Linked DNA regions of Anser cygnoides: region 2 is linked to region 1. Evidence: chromatin contacts called from public Hi-C data. All regions are on one chromosome and are shown on one strand. Each heading gives the region's core, a stretch centred on a gene start, on an enhancer-like site or on the middle of the called end of the contact. The rest is flanking DNA. Distances are from core to core; before and after follow the strand shown. Region 1 holds the start of PACS2 (phosphofurin acidic cluster sorting protein 2). Region 2 holds the start of TADA1 (transcriptional adaptor 1).

Region 1 (3,458 bases), core at 242-2,741:
TCACTGGGGGTTACTTCTCCAACGAACGTAACTCTGATGCTTGACAAGACCTTGGGTTTGATTCAATTCTCCCACAGTTATTCTGCTAGGTAATTACAGGTCACGTAAAGAAGCATTTCCTCTTCTCAAACATGAGCTTGCTCTCCTGCCTTTCATGGGCTGTGAATTCTTCCTCCTGCTTTCCTTCCCTGCCCCACTGCTATTAGTTGGGGACCAAGAGCACCTGACCCACATTCTCCGTAGGCTTTCCTTATTTTATATTCAAGTTACCTTAGTAACATGCTGCTGCAGAAAGCCAAAAGAGCATTTAAGCTGAAAGTTTTCAAATAGTTAAGTAGATTAATTAAATGCAACACATTTGACAAATCTACCAGGTGTGAAAAACACGTTTGGCAAATATAGCGATGAAATTAATCAGAGATGCCCCGTGTGCCTGGACCCAGGAAGCGGATGCATTATGAGGTACGCTCTTATGGAGAGGAGAGTCCTGTGCAGAAGGGGTTCACAGTAGGACTGCCAAGCTGCTTTTACCAAAGATTTATAGAGAGAGAAGAGAAGGGGAAGGCGTGGAGCATCTTTTTAAGAAGAAAAGACGCAGAAGGTAGAGAGAAAACAACGAAGGTAGGGAGGGTGGAAGGTAGAGAGAACCCAATGACAGCAGACAGGGTGTATGCAAACAGAGAAAGCTTAAAGGGAAGAGAACCTACGCTGTGTTCAGCGAACGCAGAGCAAAGAAACGGGCTGAAAACCATGCACCGCGACGCAACAGCGGGCAGGGTCCCTTGGCGCACCCACCACTGGGCCGGCAGGGCTGCCAGCCGCCCCCCGCCCTCCCCGGTACTCACTGGAAGGCCATGGCTCCCGCCTCGAGCGTGCACCTGGTGGGGGACTGCTCGTTCAGCCTGCGGAACAGCTGCTTCGCCTGGCTCTGGTACTGCTGCAGGTCGCGGCCGGACTGCGGAGGGAGGGAGGGAGCACAGGCTGAGGGCCGCGGCCGGGGGGCGCCTGCCGGGCCCGCCCCCCACCCCTCCGCGGGCAGCGCCGCCCGCCCGGCCCCGGGACCCCGCCGAGGCCTGAGGGGAGGCTCCGGGCCCCGCCCCCGCGGCTGAGCCCCACCTGCTCGTCCTCCTGCATGGAGGCGGCCAGCGGCAGCCCGTCCGCCACGCGGGCGATCATGGTGAGCAGCACCATCCTCGCAGCCCCCCCGCCGCCGCCGCCGCCTCCGCCGCCGACACTGAGCTGGCCGGAAGCCGCCGCACCGACTTCCGCTCTAGGGATAGAGCCGACTTCCGGTCCCTGCGCAGCCGCCGCCACTTCCGGAAACCGCCCCGGTGCTGCGGCGGCGGCGGGCGTGGCCTCCGCGAGGTGGGCGTGGCTTCAGGAACAGCGAGGCCACGCCCCCACCCCACCGCCCTAACCACGCCCACCAGCAGCGAGGCCCCGCCTACCGCCGCGAGGCCCCGCCCCTCCCACGTGACGGCGGGCGGGGCGGGGCGGGGCGGGCGGCGCGGTGCCGGTGTGCGCGGGGGGCCGGCGGCCATGGCGGCGGCGGCGGAGCGGGGCCGCCTCAGCTTCCCGGGGGGCGCGGGGGCCCTGGGGCGCCCCGTGCCCATGAACCTCTTCGCCACCTGGGAGATCGACGGCTCCAGCCCCAGCTGCGTCCCCAGGTAACGGCGGCGGCGGACGCCCAGCCCGCCGGTACCGCCCTCCCGGCCCCGCTTCCCCGCGGTTCGAGCCCCCCGCGCCCCGGCTGTGGGCTCCCGGTCGGCGCGGCGGTGCCCCCATCTCCGCCCCGCTTTGGGGGCACCGGGACCGGCCCCCTCCCCCCTTCCCCTCCCCGTCCCCGTTACCGGTGGGCACCCGCCTCGCCCTCCGAGCGCCGGTACCGGCCAGTTCCCGGCGCTCCCTTTTTATTTCTTTTTTTTTTTTTTTTTTTTTTTTTATCGCGGTTACCCGATAAGTGAGCGGCGAGGCACCGGAGCCGCCGGGAGCACGGCTCGGCGAGCCCTCCGGCCGCCCCGGTCCCGCTATGTTCCGCGCTGCTCGGCCGGTCCCGGTGGCTGTGCCCTGAGCCCCGGCTGGGGGGGGGGCGTTTTGGGGGGGAAAACCCCAAATCCTGCGTCGGGGGCTGGCCGTGCCTCGTGACCCAGCCCTGCGGTTGCAGGCGGTTTGGGTTTATAACCGAGTCCCGCGGCTGCAGGTGATCCCGGTCCGTAACCGCGTCCCGCGGTTGGAGGCGGTTTGGGGCCGTAACCAAGCCCTGCGCTTGGAGGCGATCCCATTTATAACCTGGATCCTGCGCTTGCAGATGGCTTGGCTCTATAACCGAGTCCCGCAGTTGCAGGCGATCCCCTTTGTAACCCAAATCCTGCGCTTGCAGGTGGTCGTGCCTTATAACCCAGCCCTGCGCTTGCAGGCGATCCCGGTTTATAACCGAGCGTTTCCAGGCGATCCCGGTTTATAACCCAAACCCCGCGTTTCCGGAGCTGTACCATCCCCTCTGCGCCGCCGGCACCTCGCAGTGTCCGTCGGGCAGCAACTTTCCCCGCTCAGCCTCCCTTCCCTGCACAGGGAGGTCTCGGAGGGGGCCGGCACCGAGGGGACGCGCGCCCCCCGAGTGCCCCTGTAGAAGGAGGTGGGAGCAGGTGGGGAGCTTCTGGTTCTCGTGCCAGGCTCCAGCGCGAATTTCTGTCGACCCCGGTGGTGTGCAGAGGACACAGAACCCCTGTCGTAATGCCGCTTTGAAACCCTTCTCGCCCACGGTACAGGAAGGTAGCGGGGTTTCCGTCTCCCCCGGCCTCGTAACTGCGGTCGCTGAAATAAAATAAAAGCCCACCGGCGAGCGTCCGTCACTGTCAAGGACTTTCAGTCCTGCATTACCATTTATGCTGATACTTGCAGATATGAAAACTAGCTCCCGACCTAGCGTGCGTGTTTGCAGCTCTGGGGATGACCACAAAACGCAGCGTAAGGACACCGGCCCTGCACGGAGGGGCACGGGGGCTGCACCCTCGGGGGGCTCCGGGGCCGGGTGGGCAGCGGATTACAGGCAGTGCCCGGGGTCCGGGGGGTGCTGGGGGGAAAATTCTGGAGCCTCTGCAGCAAGCTGCTGCGTGAGTTTCCGTGTGGCAGCGGGTCCCTCCAGTTTTGGCCCCGTTTTTGCCGTTGCCTGTCCCTCCACGTGGGCTGGGCAGGCGTGCGGGCGCTGCGTCAGGGACGCGATGCGCGGCGGGGCTGCGACTCTGGCTGGGAGGCCGAGAGGGTTCCTTGCCCTGAAACGAAGGCAGAAGCAGCCGAGGCTGCAGCTCCTGCAGAGGGGTCGGTCTGACCGCGCGGTGCGGCGCCTGCTGCGCTGCGTGTCCTGGGCAAAGCGCAAGTGCTGTGGCAGCAGCTGGGTGCGAGGCCTGGGCGCGAAATTCTGCTATTTATCGTTGGGTCTTGTGATGCCGCGTTAGGTC
Region 2 (3,458 bases), core at 473-2,972, 180 kb before region 1:
TTCCACAAGTGCAGACAGCCAGAAGGGATGAGCCTGGGCCTCAGGAAAAGGTGCTGAGAACTCAAGAGGAAACAAGGCAAGGCTTGTTTCTTTCCATCATGGGTAATTGGAGGACAGTGGCATTTTATTAGCCTAGCTGGTGTAGCTGAGGACCAGCTGCGACAAAAAGCTGTGAATTTTGTATTTTTTATCCTTCTCAGATCTCAGCTCACCACAGCTGCTACGAGCTCCTTCCCTTACCACGCAGCAGTTTCACATCTTAAATTGCAGCTCAATTGTCCTTCCTATCAGATCTCTAGATAGAGAGCTCTTTTGAAGATCTGAAGAATTAGCTTGTTGCCCTGACAACAGCCACTCTAAGTGCTTACAGAGCTAAAAAGTTAAACAGCACAGCTGCAGAGATTGCATTAATTGACCACAGCTCAATTAAGACACTGCTATAAGCATTCACAGTAAGCATTTTTCTATCAGACCTGTCCTTGATTTCAGGACCAGGAAAATCCAGCTCCCTGAGATGCTGACCCCAAGAGGGAGGGGAACAGAGCAGGCACCACCGAGCTCAGACGACACAGGAAGCAAAGCAGATCAAAGACAGCGCAGCACTCATGGCCTGACACACACCCGGTCGAGAAATCAAACCACCTGACCACAAACAGCAAGCCAGGCCATCAGCCAGCACATTAAGGTTGTTTTGTTTTTTAATAAAAGTGTCTCTACTGAAATCCAGATCGCTACCTGGCTACCTTTGTGCCTCTGTGGCAAAAGAAACACAAATATTAAGGCTCAGAAAACCGAAGCACCTTGCCCAAAACCCAAAAGCTACCAAACCCACATGCCAAAACTTGGCTGTCCGATTACCTCTAACGAACCTCCACGGGACTCACCTGGTGCAGAAACCAAGATTTGGCATCGGGTGAGAATAGCCAGGAGGAAATCGTTGTGTGAGTGGACTGCGTAAAGACAGACAGGTCGTTAGAAATGCATCTGTGCCCAAGGCACCCACCTGAAGCAGTTTCAGGGCAGCTCTCTGCCTCCTCACAGCCTTGCCTTCCCCACGCGCTCGGCTACAAAGCCACAACTTCCAGTTCACGGTTTTTGAGGGCTCCCCCCGCGCTGCCCCAGAAGCTGCTGCCACCGCCCCAGCGGCCGGAGCGCTGCGTGGCGCGGGAACACGCCGGGGCGCCCCGCAGGGCACCGCACGCAGAGCACGAAGGCAGGCGCCGTGCGCAGCTGGCAGCGCTCAGCCGGGGGGAGGACGGGCGGCCGCCCTCCCTCCCGTGGGGGCGTCTGGCAGCGGGGCTTCTGGTTTCACTTCACAAATATATAAAAAAAAAAAGGAGAAACGAGCGCGCCAGGGCCGGGAGGGGGTGAAATTGTTACTGGAAGGCCGAGTGACGGGGGTGACGAGGGCGCCTTCCCTCACCGTTGTCCTGCGTGAGCAGCCGCCGGGCCTCCAGGTCGAACTCCTCCTTGCTGATCTTCTGCTTGAACCACAGCTTCAGGTTGGCCCAGTACCTGCGGGCACAGCGCGACGGGGGGTTAAGGGGCGGACAGGGGGGGCTGGGGGGGCCCGGCGCCGCACTCACTGCTTCACGTTCTCGCCCAGCGCCTCGCTCAGGCTCTTCTTGGCCGCCTCCAGCTCGCTCACGAACGTCGCCATCGCCGCTCGCCTCAGGGCCCCGCCGCCGTCGCGAAAGGCCGCGAGGTGCCGCAAAGCGCCGCCGCCGCCCGCCCCGCCCCGGCCCGGTGCGTGAGGAGCGGGGGCGAGGCCCCGCCCCCTGCGCGCGGGCCCCGCCCCCCGCGGAGAGGCCCCGCCCCGCGGAGCCGATCGCGGCCGAAGCGCTTCGGGCAGGGCCGGGCCGGGGGGGCCGGAGCCGCCGCCATGCCGGGGCTGCTGCTGGGCGACGAGGCGCCCGACTTCGAGGCGGACACGACGCAGGGCCGCATCCGCTTCCACGACTTCCTGGGAGACTCGTGAGCGCCGGGACGGGACGGGGGGGGCCGGGGGGGCGCGGGGCGGGGGGCGGGGGGCCGGACCCCGGCGGCGGGGCCCTGCCCGAGCGCATTCGGGCGCCCCGGTGCGCCCCTCACGGCCCCGCGCTGTGCCGGCAGGTGGGGCATCCTCTTCTCCCACCCGCGGGACTTCACGCCCGTCTGCACCACGGAGCTGGGCCGGGCGGCCCGGCTGGCCCCCGAGTTCAGCAAGCGCAACGTGAAGATGATCGCGCTCTCCATCGACAGCGTGCCCGACCACCTCGCCTGGAGCAAGGTACGCCGTGCCCCCGGGCCGACCGAGAGCCCTCGCGGGGCCCCGGAGCCGCCGTCGGTAACGCGGGGGTGCCCAAAGCTCAGGGAGGGCGGCTTGTACGGGGACCCGCGGCGCTTGTGCGGTGGAACAGGACAGGAGGCGTCCGAGGCGAGCATCGGTCTTCAAAGGGTGCAGCTCGCGTCCAGGCAGGGGGAAGAGAACAGGGGACAAAAGGGCGCGTTAAACATAAATCGGCAAGTAAGAGCGCGTAAGACCTAAAAACCATCCCTAGGAACCATAAGAAACATGGCGCAGAAATAAAGAGCTCGCTGAAGGAGCGGGAAAGCTACCGATGAAAAACCTCAATCGCAGCGTTGTGGGGCCAGGCAGCGCGGCTCCAGGTGAGAGGGGTGTAAAACGAGCTTTGGGAAAGATACGGCCAGGGCACAGCAAGCCCCGGGTGAGGTACCTGCCTCTCTTTACTCTGGAACTGGGAACGTGCTCACAGGTTTTCCGGGAGTGAGACATGCATGCAAATAAGGAACGATAAAGGTGAGAATTTGCACAGTCCGGCATTATTTAATGACTGAGCGGCTTCAGAAGTTGCCTAATTGCGTTATTGCTTAAACTGACCTCTGTACCTGGGTGGTGCACGGCCCGTGTCCCACCGAGCCTCAGAAGGGCCTGGGGACAAACAGCATACAAATCTCACAGCCCCAGCTGGGATCTCTGCGCTGGTCAAACTGGCTGAAACCACCGGTCAGATCGCATTAAACACAACAGAAAGCTTGGGTTGTGGTTCGTAAGGCAGCCTTGTGTCCTGGTGTGTTAGAGCCCTTTGAAGAACTGTAGGGGAATTGCTAACTACCACAAAGCCCCTGAATTTCCAGGAAACTTTCAAATGAAATCAGCTGTGAAAGGGAAGGCTCACTTCTGCAGGGAGATGGGAGGAAGCACTGGACCGTGTCAAGGGAGGGAAGCAGCGAGCTTCCTAGAGGGTCTGCAGGGATGTGTGGTGCTCAGCATAGTCAGATAACCTGCAGGAGGTGAACAACGAGCTGCTTTTGCTGATGGTCCAGAATGATTCAGCACAACCTCAGGTAAAACCAGGAAAAGTTGCAGAGCAGCTTCAGGGCGCCGGTGGGAAGCAGAATAGCACGTTTGGAAAAACAGCCAGAAAACCACAGAGAAAGTCGGAGGGCAGCAGTCC

Evidence for each region. A called contact is a pair of places that touch in the nucleus more often than the background predicts.
Region 2: a contact with region 1 is called in a Hi-C map of liver, with 1.9 times the contacts expected there. The contact joins the promoter of TADA1 here to the promoter of PACS2 in region 1. A contact is called at or near these places in 2 of 7 Hi-C or Micro-C datasets (both in liver).

The regions. Positions count from the first base shown.
Region 1 is chr8:10,095,622-10,099,079 of Taihu_goose_T2T_genome, reverse strand. PACS2 (phosphofurin acidic cluster sorting protein 2) reads left to right here and starts at 1,491. Exons shown (of 24, transcript XM_067001350.1): 1 at 1,491-1,667. The coding sequence starts at 1,540. It overlaps SEC22B (SEC22 homolog B, vesicle trafficking protein), which reads right to left and starts at 1,282. Exons shown (of 5, transcript XM_048080339.2): 1 at 1,117-1,282; 2 at 846-955. The coding sequence starts at 1,191.
Region 2 is chr8:10,280,362-10,283,819 of Taihu_goose_T2T_genome, reverse strand. It overlaps TADA1 (transcriptional adaptor 1), which reads right to left and starts at 1,722. Exons shown (of 8, transcript XM_067001402.1): 1 at 1,587-1,722; 2 at 1,424-1,515; 3 at 885-950. The coding sequence starts at 1,660. It overlaps PRDX6 (peroxiredoxin 6), which reads left to right and starts at 1,793. Exons shown (of 5, transcript XM_067001406.1): 1 at 1,793-1,974; 2 at 2,113-2,269. The coding sequence starts at 1,883.